Regions from separate parts of the Zea mays genome. Here region 2 is linked to region 1. A link is a contact called in public Hi-C data. All regions are on one chromosome and are shown on one strand. Each heading gives the region's core, a stretch centred on a gene start, on an enhancer-like site or on the middle of the called end of the contact. The rest is flanking DNA. Distances are from core to core; before and after follow the strand shown. Region 1 holds the start of LOC103652863 (GTP-binding protein SAR2). Region 2 holds the start of LOC100279575 (Peroxidase superfamily protein).

What was found. Hi-C and Micro-C count contacts between places; a contact is called where the count stands out from the background.
Region 2: a contact with region 1 is called in a Hi-C map of leaf, with 2.7 times the contacts expected there. The contact joins the promoter of LOC100279575 here to the promoter of LOC103652863 in region 1. A contact is called at or near these places in 2 of 25 Hi-C or Micro-C datasets (both in leaf).

The regions. Positions count from the first base shown.
Region 1 is chr4:14,775,329-14,782,482 of Zm-B73-REFERENCE-NAM-5.0, reverse strand. LOC103652863 (GTP-binding protein SAR2) reads right to left here and starts at 1,918. Exons shown (of 3, transcript XM_008679842.2): 1 at 1,723-1,918; 2 at 1,472-1,603; 3 at 690-1,288. The coding sequence starts at 1,854. The coding sequence ends at 968.
Region 2 is chr4:14,911,362-14,918,537 of Zm-B73-REFERENCE-NAM-5.0, reverse strand. LOC100279575 (Peroxidase superfamily protein) reads right to left here and starts at 4,332. Exons shown (of 3, transcript NM_001317829.1): 1 at 3,833-4,332; 2 at 3,556-3,718; 3 at 2,464-3,450. The coding sequence starts at 4,276. The coding sequence ends at 3,020.

The DNA of each region.
Region 1 (7,154 bases), core at 669-3,168:
GATTTCTCCTCTCCAACTCTCTAACCGAGCTACATACATTGTTAATTGGTATTTCTCATTTCAGCTAGGTATTATTTTGTCTCAGATTTCTATGGTTGTTTTTTTCATATGATGTCTGGCCATTCCCTGCACAACTGGCCATTCTCATATTTCTATGGCATGTTCTATAGAGCTTGCTAGACTTTTCCTAAAGTGCAGATATATATTTTTCTCAGTATGTTGTGTGGTGACTATGCATAATAGTTTTTCAAAGGAGCTAACCAAGTATAGTAGTTGTACCATCAATAATCATTGCCATAGTCCAAGCTTCACTTTTGTTTGATTTGAGGAGAATAGAGGTGGTGCTAAGCCATAAGGGTAAAACAGCGTGATGTTATCCTGATTGTTGAATGACCTTTGATCATATATGGTGCAAGGTTTCGCACTTTTGCTTGGCTATACTTGAATAAGCTGAATTACATTTTTCGCATTCATACTTAAATCTATATAGAATATACAGTCAGCCAAGAGTACTGCTAAATTAGAATTGTTCTGATGTTTGGGTTGAAGTTCTGACGAAAGAGTTTCCAAGAGACATGGATATTATATATGGTTCTGTAGACGGAGAAAATTTGGTGTGTGTTTGAATGCCCTGGGAGTACTACAACAATTCAACAATGATCAAAGAAGTCTACATCAAAGATATGAGATACAAAATTCTCCCTTATGTATTATTACTGCCATCTTGCCAGATAAAGAATGTGACAAGTACTAAGAAATTTTCTCAGCACTAATGCTTCCAACAACCTGTCTATTTATACTAACATAGTTGAACACGCGCCCATGGGCGCGCGTCAAACACTAGTATGTAATCACTACTAAGAGGTTTTCTGAATAATAGTCACGGACTCGTAGTAGATAAATCGTCTGAGCGAGTCAGAGCTCTCAGAGGTAGGAAAAATGTAATTGTATTGCTGTGCCAGCCTACTTAATTGATGTACTGCGACATCCACTTGAACCCTTCGCCATAGCCCATTTTACGGACGACGCTGCACATGAAGACCTCGACGGGGCGCACTCCGGTGCCGGCGAGGTCCACGGTGCCCTTGCCGGTGGTGCAGCCGGTGAGCCCGAGGTAGTAGGCAAGCGCATGCTCGGGCGCTGCCTGCGGAATGTCAATCTTGTTCCCCAGCACGAGGAACGGCACGCCGGCCAGAGCGTCGTCCGACAGCAGCGCGCCGAGCTCCGTCTTCGACTCGTCAAAACGGCCGCCGTCGGCAGCGTCCACCATGTACACCACCGCGTCAACCTGCAGCCAACAAGTGCGTGTGGCGCGCGAGCACGCGCGTGCACGCACGGATCATCAGAGCATGAACAGGAGAGAAGAATAAATGCAAGTAAGTATGGGTGAATGAAGCAGAAGCAGAGGGCGTGTGATGAGTGTGATGCATGGCTGGCGAGTGCTGTCGGCGTAGTAGCCAGCGGAGCAAACCTTGGCGTAGTAGTCCTTCCAGACACGGCGCGCGATCCGGTGGCCGCCGAGGTCGAACGCCTTGAACTTGATCCGCCCGATGCTCAGCTCCTCCGACGTCGGGAGCTGCGTCGGCGCGTGCTGACTCAACCTCTGCATAGCACAACGACGACACAGCAGGGCGACCGTTGTTCACTATCCCGGCCGGCACGCGAGAAGAAATCATCAACTGCATGTGGTAGCAAGCAAAACCAGGGCGCCAGAATGTGTACCTCGTCCTTGAGCATGTGGAGCAGCGTGGTCTTGCCGGCGTTGTCGAGGCCGAGGAAGAGGATCTTGGCCTCCTTCTGCCACAGCCGCCGCAGGGAGACAAACAAGTCGCACAACCAATCCACCAGAAACATCGCCGCCGACGAGAGAGACCGGCACGTACGGCAGCCTCTCGATCGTCTCGCTCGCTAAGGTGTGTCCTATATAGAAAGACGACCTGACATGACATGCATCCCAGCTCTGTATATATAGACGTAGGGATTCCATGAAACAAAGAGGAATTTTCGATTAAAAGAATGGTACGCAAGGAGAAAACAAATGGAAATGTTTCTGTCAAACGCGCGAGGAGGGCAGACCACGGGGACACCTCACCGGTTCGATCTGCTGCGCCGATCCTTCATCCGATGGTTGTAGACTTGCAGGTGAGGTGAGGCCGAGTCGCTTCCTTCGTCCAGCGGCATGCCAACCCTGCCACTTGCCTCGTGCCGCATCAATGTAAGCTTACCTTTTTTCTGTCTACCGTTAAATCGACACCGTGTGATGACACTTATACTATCCACTAGGTATATGCTCGTACGTTGCAACGGAACCAATATGTTAAAATACATTGATATGCAAAAATACTAAATGTTATCCTATACGTGGATGTTTATATATCTTAAAAGATGTAGGACTACTCTAAAGTTCTAGAGACAACTTAATTTTGGTTGACAGCACAATATATGGTCATACATATGTTATTGCTGCATTATTTTTTCTTGTTGCAACATACAGGTATTTACCTAGCATGAATATAAAATGACATTCCTCTATAACTATAAGTGTTGATGTAAATTTCATCCCAAAAATAAAAAAACAAATATGCAGCAACAAAGTTGTATAAGAAAAGAGTTACCTCATCAGAAAGTTTATATGCAAGTTGTGCTCTCGTTACATCAATGGGTGTGTCTATATCAAGACCTAAACCGAGAGCATTTTGTGACTTCAGAATGTTCTTGAGATGCAATAAGAGATATATGGAACAATAAATATAACAAAAAAAATAATATTGATGGTATGACTTCAGAATTGAACTAACACCTAAACAAAACTGAGAAGGTATGCAGAAAATTAACGAGTGTTTTTATAATCAATTACCTGGGAGTCAGTTGCCTGCAAAGAATTTGATATGGTTATAACATGGGCCAACTGAAAGCTCCAAGTATCTCATTCATATATCAAAGCATGGACACTTACGGGGCGTTTGGATCCCTTCATTTTAGAGGAATTGAAATTCACTCAATAAAGTAACTTATTTAGTTTGGAATTTGACATTCCACCACTTTCCAAAGTTCAGATATAAGCCTATCTCAAATTTATGGGGTGGAGGGTGGAAAATGATTTTATGCATTAGTAGAATTTGTTTCTACTCTGTAACTTACATGACACTCTTCGTCTCACTCCTCTATAGTAAAAATGTAGCACATAAATATCTCCGACATCTTGCTAATAATAGTATATAAATATATTTTGCATAAAACCGAATTAGCTTAATTGATATATACCTAAATTATTATTATTAGAATGGAATTCAATTCCAACGATCCAAACGGGGCGTTAAGGTAAATGGTTGCTTTGGATTTGACATGGCACTAAAAAGGAAAAGTTTTAGTTGTACCCAACACCAAATAATATATATGAGATAACCACAACTGAAATTATAAGAAAGAAAAATTACCACTGATTAAAGCATTCTATGTTGTATCATTTTAGACATTAAGGCTAGTACAACATTACAGAAAACAGTGGAATTTAGCACAAAGTTTATACACGGGGAGAAAAGATATTTTACATAATATGGTTCTGTCATGAAAAAACTTACTTGATTGTCTGTCCCAACAAACCCAGAAAATTGAGATATGTTTCCCTTTAAAAACTAATTCTGCAGAGAATCAACATAAATCTTTACTCTGAATTATCATAGTTGCAAATGCGTTGTGGGCGACCGTGGGGAGGGGCACGACCTGTCTTGGGTGACAATACAACTTTCATCATCAGCTAAAGCAAGGTCCCCGGCGCAAAAACTATTTACAAAAATGCCCGTCATCCTCTATCGGACAAGAGTTTCTCTCAGCGTAGTACCGAATTTTCCTCTACCGGGAAAAAGGCGAAGAAAGAAACTAACAGACATACAGTCATTAAAGCTCCGGCGACTATGCTCCCGCCTCCGTCAGCGGTGAGCAGTTCAGGTCGAGATCGAACACGGCGGGCTTCCTCGCCGACACAGTGGCTGGTGGCGACGACGATAGGTCCACTACCAACGAACAGTCCGAGTCGCTCTGTGCCACGGTGACCGCCGGCGCCAGCTTGAGCACACGGCACCCTGCTTCCACGGCGGCTGCAGCCTGCCCGAAGAAATAGTACGGGTGCGTAATGGGGATGTTGCCGAAAGGGAAGCGTACGGCGGCGGTGCCCGTGCCCGCGTCCGCTGCGCGGTGGAACAGGTCCAGCTCGAGCGACGATGGGAGCGGCATGGGCGCCTACGCGTCGCCGCCGCCGCTAACGGGGAGGGGGGAGATGTCGTCCAACAGTGGCATGCACCATCCCATCGGTGCCTGGCCCTGACTTGCGCCCGCCTCGGCGTCGGTGCCGCGGTTTGCCACTTTGACCCTCCTCCATGCAGAATGAAGGCATTGCCCCCGGTGCCGAGGTCGGTATCGTCATCCTCCATGGTGAGGGGAGCAGCGGCGGCGGCCGATTCGGTCGTTGGCTTGTGAGCGGGAGAGGAGGCGGAGGAAATGGGGAGGAGAGAGAACCTGCTATAAATGAATAATGGGAGAGGAGGTGAAGGAAACTGGGAGGGGGCGCGGACTGCCAACATGCGGCCCACTCGTCGGAGACTGTATGGATGGGAGAGGCAGAACCATGGTGCACGCGGTCTACACTAAGGTCTTATAGAGTAGTAGAGATTCTATTACCAATCATCGTCACTAGTTATTTTATCTACCTTAATTTTACATCAACTTTTTTACAGACTTTTATTTGACATGAAATACGTTATTTTATTGAATAGAAATTCATTGGATCACATACTTAAGCAAATAAAATAAAACAAAATCATAAAAATCAATTAAAATATTTGACTTAAAAAAATAAAAAATACATAATTCAGAAAAATAACTAATACACTACTGAAAGGGAATTAGGCTTACACCTATTTCCTAATTGATTTTGGTGGTTGAATTGCCCAACACAAATAATTGGACTAACTAGTTTGCTCTAGTCTATTAGTTCTACAGGTGCCAAAGGTTCACACTTAGCCAATAAAAAGACCAAGAATTGGGTTCAACAAAGAGAGCAAGGGATAACCGAAGGCAGCCCTGGTCTGGCGCACCGGACTGTCCGGTGTGCCACCGGACTGTGTCCGGTGCACCAGGGTACTCCAAGCCAAACTTCGCACCTTCGGGAATTCTCAGAGACGCTTCACTATAATTCACCGGACATGTCCGGTGCACACCGGACAGTCCGGTGCTCCAGAGGAGAGCGACTCTGAACTCGCCAGCTTCGGATTTCCGCTCCGCTATAATTCACCGGCCATTTCGGTGCACACCGGGCTGTCCGGTGAGCCAGCGGAGCAACGGCTACTTCGCGCCAACGGTCACCTGCAGAGTCATTTAATGCACGCTAGAGCACGCAGAAGTCAGGCACGTGCGAAGTGGCGCACCGGACACTCTACAGTGCATGTCCGGTGTGCCACCGGACATCCAGGCGAGCCCAGCAGTCAGAGCTCCAATGGTCGGAACCCAACGGCCCGGTGACGTGGCTGGCGCACCGGACAGTGTCCGGTGCGCCATGCGACAGCAGCCTCCACCAAACGGCTAGTTTGGTGGTTGGGGTTATAAATACCCCCAACCACCCCACATTCAAGTCATCCAAGTTTCTCAACTTCCAACCACTTACAAGAGCTAGGCATTCAATACAAGACACACCCAAGTGATCAAATCCTCTCCCAAATTCCACAAAAGCTTTAGTGTTAAGTGAGAGAGATTTGTTGTGTTCTTTTGAGCTCTTGCGCTTGGATTGCTTTCTTCTTTCTTATTCTTTGCTTGTGATCAAAACTCAATTGTAACCAAGGCAAGAGACACCAATTGGGTGGGGGTCCTTGCGGGGAAGTTTTGTTCCCGGTTGATTTGAGAAGAGAAAGCTCACTCGGTCTAAGTGACCGTTTGAGAGAGGGAAAGGGTTAAAAGAGACCCGGTCTTTGTGACCACCTCAACGGGGAGTAGGTTTGCAAGAACCGAACCTCGGTAAAACAAATCCGCGTGTCACACTCTTTATTTGCTTGCAATTTGTTTTGCACCCTCTCTCACGGACTCGGTTATATTTCTAACGCTAACCCGGCTTGTAGTTGTGATTAATTTTGTAAATTTCAGTTTCGCCCTATTCACCCCCCTCTAGGCGACTTTCAATTGGTATCAAAGCCTGGTGCTTCATTAGAGCCTAACCGCTCGAAGTGATGTCGGGAGAACACGCCAAGAAGGAGATGGAGACCGGCGAAAAGCCCACTACAAGCCACGGGAAGGCTTCATCGGAAGAATCACGCAAAAAGGGGAAAGGGAAGGAGAAGAAAGCCTCTTCCCACAAGTCGCATCAGAGTGGCGACAAGAAAAAGAAGATGAGGAAGGTGGTCTACTACGAGACCGACACTTCATCACCTTCCACCTTCGGCTCCGACGCGCCCTCCATAACTTCTAAGCGCCATGAGCGCAAGAAGTTTAGTAAGATCCCCTTACACTATCCTCGCACTTCTAGACATACTCCATTACTTTCCGTTCCATTAGGCAAACCGCCAACCTTTGACGGTGAAGATTATGCTAGGTGGAGTGATTTAATGAAATTTCATCTAACCTCACTCCACAAAAGTATATGGAATGTTGTTGAGTTTGGAGCACAGGTACCATCCATAGGGGATGAGGATTATGATGAAGACGAGGTGGCCCAAATCGAGCACTTCAACTCCCAAGCTACAACCATACTCCTCGCCTCTCTAAGTAGGGAGGAGTACAACAAGGTGCAAGGATTAAAAAGCGCCAAGGAAGTTTGGGACGTGCTCAAGACCGCGCACTAAGGTGATGAACTAACCAAGATCACCAAGCGGGAAACGATCGAGGGGGAGCTCGGTCGCTTCCGTCTTCGCCAAGGGGAGGAGCCTCAAGACATGTACAACCGGCTCAAAACCTTGGTGAATCAAGTGCGCAACCTCGGGAGCAAGAAATGGGATGACCACGAGGTGGTTAAGGTTATTCTAAGATCACTTATTTTCCTTAACCCTACTCAAGTACAATTAATTCGTGGTAATCCTAGATATACACTAATGACTCCCGAGGAAGTAATCGGGAATTTTGTGAGCTTTGAGTTTATGATCAAGGGCTCACGGAAGATCAACGAGCTTGAC
Region 2 (7,176 bases), core at 3,083-5,582, 130 kb before region 1:
TGGATTAATGGCATGGCGGCGCGTCTCATTGCCCCCAATCTCTTCATTAAGGCAAAGCACAAAAACATTAAGGTACATAAGGCCCTGCTCAACAATACATGGATTTCTCTTATTTCTCCGGTTTCTGGGGAAACTGAAATAATTGAATTTGTGAGACTTTGGGAAGCCATCCATGAAGTCCATATAAATATTGAGGAAGTAGACAAAATCAAATGGCGCTGGACATCAGATGGCGAATACTCTACCAAGAGTGCTTACCTGGCTCAGTTCCACGGGAGTTTTGCCAAGCTCAAACTTTCTCCAGTTTGGAAGGCGAAGACAGAGCCTAAATGTCGGTTCTTTGCATGGACCCTCCTCCATAACAAAATTCTAACGGCCAATAATCTTCAGAAGCGAGGTTGGAATAATGATCCTATCTGCAAGCTTTGTAAGCGCGAACCAGAGACGGTGGGCCATCTAGCAAAAGATTGCATATTCACAAAATCATGTTGGAGTTGGCTCAGCTCGTGGTACAACCTCTCCTCTCTGCCAAAGTTGGACCAGTGCTCGTCGGTCTATGGATGGTGGAGGAAGTGCAGACTAAAAGTAGAGAAAACTGCTCGCAAGGAATTCGATGGTCTCTGTATTTACTTTTGGTGGGAGATTTGGAAAGAAAGAAATCGAAGAATCTTTCATGGTCTTGAGAAGAGCGAGCGAGAAGTGGCCAACTTCGTCAAAGAAGATTTCAACCCGCAAAGAGCTTCTAGTTAATTTTAGCGTTTTAGCGTTTTGTTTGTGTGGCGTGCTGGGTTTCTAGTGGGCTGTTTTGCTAGTGCTTCTTTTCTTTTCTTTGCCCCCCTCTACCCTAGTGTTGTTTTTCCTTTTCCTTTCCAGTGTTTGTAAGTGTCCCTTTCTAATAAATTTTTGGCCATGGCAATGCTCTTGCCGTGTCCTTTTTCAAAAAAAAAATTAAATGAAGACATATATGAGAGTGTCTCGTAGGAGATGAGGGAGTTTCATGGGGATGAAACTATGGAAACATTGTTTTCTAGACAAATCTTGACATGGTAGCATTGGAAACAGTGAGATAAAACTACCATTGAGAATGGCATAAGAGCATCTCTAACAAGGCGCCTTAAGTTAGTGCACAAAAAAGTAAATTACCATATCATTTAAAATGTTTAGGACACTAAAAACAAATTGAGCTCCAATACTTAAACCCTAAATCATGTATTTTAGGAAATAAAATACATTAGGTTAATGGTAATGCAGAAAACAAGAGGATATGACATTAATATAGGGCATAGTATATTAAGGCTACCTTATTGTTTGTTCTATATTTTTATGATAAAAAAATTATAAAATAGAATATTATTGGAGTTGTGTTTTATGAGTTAAACCTTATATTTCAAGATAGACACTGAATTAAGGTATTGTTAGAGATGGTCTAAATAAATTAAAGGCTACTAAAGGTTGGTAGTATCTGACATGTTATCCATCATGGACCATGTAAGACCGTCTGTAGCAGTCTACTCATAGTTTAGGCAAAAGCACTGTTTTTTTACTTGTATTGTTCGCAGAGTAGATTTTGAATATGGTATGAGAATGGATAAGCTACTGGGGATAGTTTAACGTGGCTGATTCATCCAGTTCAATAGGGAACAGTAGTCATGGCAAGTAGAACGCAGAATTTGCTACCATCCCTGAAAATAATTTGAACCACGAACCTAAACTTCCAAAACTGTACTTCAGTGTTCAGTCCAGCAAACTTTTATATCTAGGTGTAACTGCCAGGTAGCTAGCTAGCTCCTGCTGGTACACTACTAAAAGCCAAAATCAAAGTACCCATAGTTCAAATCTTGGCGAAAACAAAATGCGGCCTCTGAAGCTAGCCAGACACGCCAGATCTAGAAGCTGAAAAACGCCATGAATGCTACACCACTTTGCAGTTGCATGATAGTGCAGTGGCGCCATGCTACACTCCTCTTGCAGACCAGCAGTCCTTTTCCCAATAAAACACAGAACCAGTGCAATAAAGCTCTTGCCAGCTTGTGCCCGCCAGCCAACCATCCATGGATGGGCATGGAACCAAGAGAAATGCCGCGAAGTTTCTTGATGGCCTTGCTGTAAGGAGAACTGCATGAGGTGCGGTTGGTCTTGCATCAGTGCTGCAGCTCATCATTTTAATTTCAGTTATAAATGCAGGTCTTGTTTGCAGTTGCGCCGTGTGGAATAATTTGCTCATCATACATTTAGAAGTGACTGACTCAGTTATAATTTACCGTGAATAAATGTTGTGCGTGATCTATCAACATATATATAGATGAATAGCAAATACGAGTACTTAACTGTAGCTATAGGGGACGTTGGAGTACTTTGTATAACTATCGTACGATGACAGTATCTTCTACAGTACAAGAAAAAAGTAATTGCGCAATAATGTCCGATGACAATCAGCTAGCAGAATATATATAAAAAATATATATAATTAAGCAGATGAATATATATTGCAATATAAAAATCAACACTTTTTACAGTTACAGTAGACACAACAGCAAATGAATTTCCAAAACCGAACAACAAGACTCATGTAGTAATTTCTATGTAAACACAAGGCCGAGTAATTCATGTTATACCCTATATATACGCCACAGTGTAGCTATATATATGTGTACCGCATCAGAAGGAGAGCTGCACAGATCTTAAAGCTAAGCAAATTGCTTTTTCAAAACCTTGTGCAGTTTCCGTTTCGTCGATACTATACATACACAGCTAGTGAAGCACTGCTTGAACCTCCCTTTAATTTGCACAGTGAGACGAGAGATCTACGCGATGTGTGTACTCTGTACTCATGAATGGAACGAATGGATGAAGAAGAGAGAAACACTGCCATGAAAGCAGGCAACCAAACCCCACCGTACGTACGTGCTCTTCATGCTTATATGGATGGGGCCGGCCAGCCAGCTAGCTGTGTGCAATGAATGAAGGGACGATCTATGGACGGTACGCGCTTGCATTGCATTGGCGGGAGCGGAATCAGTCAGTTGAACTTGGAGCAGACCTTCCGGACCTCGCCCTGCTTGCTGCCGGTGACCACGCCGACGCTGCCCATGCGGACCATGGCGTCCGCGAAGTCCTGCCGGAAGTAGGGCCCGAAGAAGTTGCTGAGCAGGCCGGAGTAGGAGTCGACGACGTCGACCGTGGCCGTGTCGTTGTAGAGCGCGGCGTCGGTGCCGATGACGGCGAAGCCGTTGCGGATGTTGCGGAGGATGGAGGTGTCGAAGACGTTCTCGCTGCCGCGGTCCAGGGCCAGGCGCGTGTTGAAGTCCCCCGGCGCGCACCGGGCCTTGAGCTCCGACAGGAAGCCCGGCGGGATGGTCGGGTCCGAGCCCCGCCCGCCGCCCGGCAGCGGGAAGTTGTAGAGCCGGTCCTGGAGGAAGAAGCACGCCGTCGTGCCCACCGTGTGCGCAGCTGCGTGCATGCATGTGTCGGCGCAATGGCGTGGGTCAGCTAGGTACGTACCTAGCTAATTAGCTAATTAGCTAGAGAGACAGGAGATGCATGCAGCATGCGTACCGGTGAGGAGGACGAGGTCCTTCTCGTCAAGGCCGTTGGCGCGGAACTTGGAGCGGAGCGCGTCGATGCCGTCGTGCACGTCCGGCAGCGCGTCGGCGTCCCGCAGGTTGGACACCTTCCCGTCGAGCCGCCCCGTGGGCACGTCGAACGACGGCCCGCCGGTCTGCATATACACGTACGCCATCGTACGTCACGCGCGCGTACGTGTTCACGTCGGTCAGATCCCGGCCAGTTATATATCAACGTGACATATTACACACATCATGCGCAAACGTACGAAGGCGACGGCGTCTCGGGCAGCGAGCACGACGATGTCGGCGCAGGAGACGACGCCGGGGCACTGCGCCTCGAGCTGCGTCTTGGCGCCCTCGATGATCTCCAGGCCGCGGAGGCCCTGGTGCTTGCCGTTGTCCACCTCGGCGTTGTTGTTGTTGTTGCCGCCGCCCTTGATGAGCACCGACCCGTCGCAGCCGCGGACGAAGCAGTCGTGGAACTGGAGCCGGATGAGCGCCGGGAGGATGGTGGGGTCGGCGGACCCGGACTGCCGGACGACGGACGCCACGGTGGACTCGGCGTCCGGGCAGGACTTGGAGTAGAACCCCACCTGGAGCTGGCCGTTGGAGACGCCTGCGCCCGCGAGCAGCAGCAGCAGCAGCAAGCATGGCAGGGCCAAGCCGGGAGCGTTGCTGCCTCTGATACTACACCTTGTGGTGCCGGCCATCTTTGAGTTCGAGAGGGAGGTCGATCGCGAGGTGGGTACTAGCACAAGGCCGCCGGGGATGGAAGACGTGCAAGTCCTGTGAGCTGCGTAAATGAGCTTTTATAGGCTATTTTGGTGAGGCGGTTGGCCCCAATGCTTTGCTGCGGCATAGTATGTGTAGGTGCACGGTGTATTGTTTGACCTCACCAGACTGTGTAGCAGGGTAGTAGGTACGTGGCGAACATCTGGTACACGGCACAAAAACTGCCATACATATTTAGCTCATTAATATTTAATTTGTGTGTTATTTAATAAGTCAATAACTCTTTTTTGAGGTCGGCTAAACTTTAAACAATATTTTAGATCATGTGTTTGAAACCATGCATAAACCATGTAGGTAATCGATCCAAACAGAAAAGCTCGGAAGGAGACAAACAAATCGTGACGATGCTTGTTTTTTACAATATAATGTGAACATGTATAAGTTTTCGCTTTTTGGAAATTTTATTGTACGCATCAACGTATAGTTCATTCTATATCGAGATTCCTTTGATGTGAAAATATTTCCCGGCCAGCTGAATCTAGCTACATATATACCCCGGAGTTCAGTCTTAATTAAATCTCACTATGAACGTTGCACATGGTCCTACACCCACGGCAGAGGGACGTGCACCAAGGAGGAGCGGAAGGAGATGGTCAATGTGGTTGGCACAGCGCCGCACACATGAGGGTGTCGGCTGAGCTGCCGGGGTTGGTTTGGTTCTGTGATTGTCTACTGCATGCTGGCGTACGTAGCTACCTACCATACGTATGAATGGTGAATGATTACAGGGTAACATGCATGCATGTGTAGCCTGTGTACGTCGTCACTGACTGCATGCACCTGCAGTCCTAGGATCTGATCCAGAAAGTGGGCAGATCGATGCGTGTGTACTCCTGTACTTGTGCATTCGTTCTGAAAGCCTTTTACTTGGAGAAAAGCATGCCAGAAAGTACGTCGTTACCGGTTGGAGTTGGAGGATGTGGGGCAACTCGGCCTGCCTGGCTTTTACGGTTAGAGTTGTCTCCCGTTTTCCATTGCAGGAGGTACAGTTGCACTCATCACCACATGTGTGCATTGGCTGCAAGCACCTGAGGGCTCCTCGCGTGTGAATTTCACAAGTAAACCTAGATCTCTCCTCTTGACGCGTGGTCTGCTGATCACAAGACAAATCTTAGGATCTATCCTCCTCCTCGACGTATTACTACCACCTGCCTTTCAAAGATTTTTTTTTTGTAATGGCTCTGCCCTGGATTCTATGTTCGCACTGGAAATATATATCTTGAGCCCCCTGCCTTCACACCAGATGAAAAATGTAAGTACGTATGCCCCACCAGATGAAAAATGTAATCTAAAACGACATGCAAATTTAGTAACCATGAACCCTAACGAATGCAGTGATACAATATGCAACAGAATAATATACATTTGGCTTATCTAGACGACTGTTTCTTGTTACGTCACTTGTAGAAAATAGCTGTTGATTTCATATATCGTCATCGGAAGAGCTAGCATGCAAGTCCGTCCTCAACCAGTCACACTCTTCTTCTTCCTTCCTCGTCTACAACAACAACAATTGTATACATCTGCTGGTTGCCCCACCTAATACAACAACAACAACAACAAATCGCCCTCCGAAATACTCGTTTCGACCAAATAGCGACTACTACTAACTACAGCTTCTTCTTGGACATGGAGTGAAGAGATTGGAACGAAACCTAATCAAGCAGCCGGCCGTAACATCAGCAGCGACTCTGCTAGCTGCTGCTTTCAGAGCGGGATCGATCGAAGCTCGGCCCACTGGCCCACCCAATTAAAAGGCCGAAGTATTGGGACAGCTACCAGTACGGTCCTGGAATGGCAGATTATTATCCTCTCAGAGCAGACACGAAGAAATAATCATCATCAAGACCCTGACAGTGAAAGCAAGCAGCCCTTGTATCTAAACTGCCTTCTTTCTTTCTTTTCAACAAGTTCAAATCCAGATCTATCAAACAACAGCAACTGATGGAATAAAACGGAGCACACGAGTCTGGCACACTAATACATTGTCCAGGTCGTCGACGAACCTGTGCTGATTGCGGCATTCATTTATGGCGTACAAGAAGATTGCTTACAACACACAGCACTACTACAGGAGAGTGTGTAGTACGCGGCTACAAGCAAGTATATGTGTGTGTGTGTGTGAGCTGTACGTTGTGTCTTTACAAATAAATGAACTCTACTCTCGCCGATCGCCGTGCATGCATGTGTGCGTGCCCAATTGTTAGGTTTGCTAGCTCGACGACGCTGTTCTGGCAGCAGCTGCCACCGGCTGAACGGCCACACACTATTTATTGCCCACGTTGCATGTCTCCGATGCAGAGCATTATTGGCAGGAACACCGATGATGCAGAGTGTGTGTGTTATATAGGAGTAGTTTACGACATTCATGCGCACGTCCGTTCTATGGCTGTTACGATTACACGATCTGTTTCCTTTCTATATATATGGCTGTTATAGTGAATACTCTCTTCGTCTCCAAAATTATTCTAGCTGTTTCAAACAAAAAGTGATATATCACGCCATGGCCTAGTGTTAATTAGTTTCCTATATCGTATTTACACGTAATATGCATAACAAAGAAGAAAAACTAAAGCTAACCAGTATATATATATATATATATATATATATATATATATATATATATATATATCACGTCTTCCAAAGTTCCAAAAATTTAAAGATTTTGCAAACCCAGCCACCGCCATCGAGGTCCTCTCTCCTCGATCTTCTCTGGTGAGTCTGCTCGTCGATAAGGAGAGGTGATGAATCTCTCTTGTACATCATTTTTTTTCAATCTAGTTTGCTCCCAACCATCGAAATTGTTGAACACCAAAGT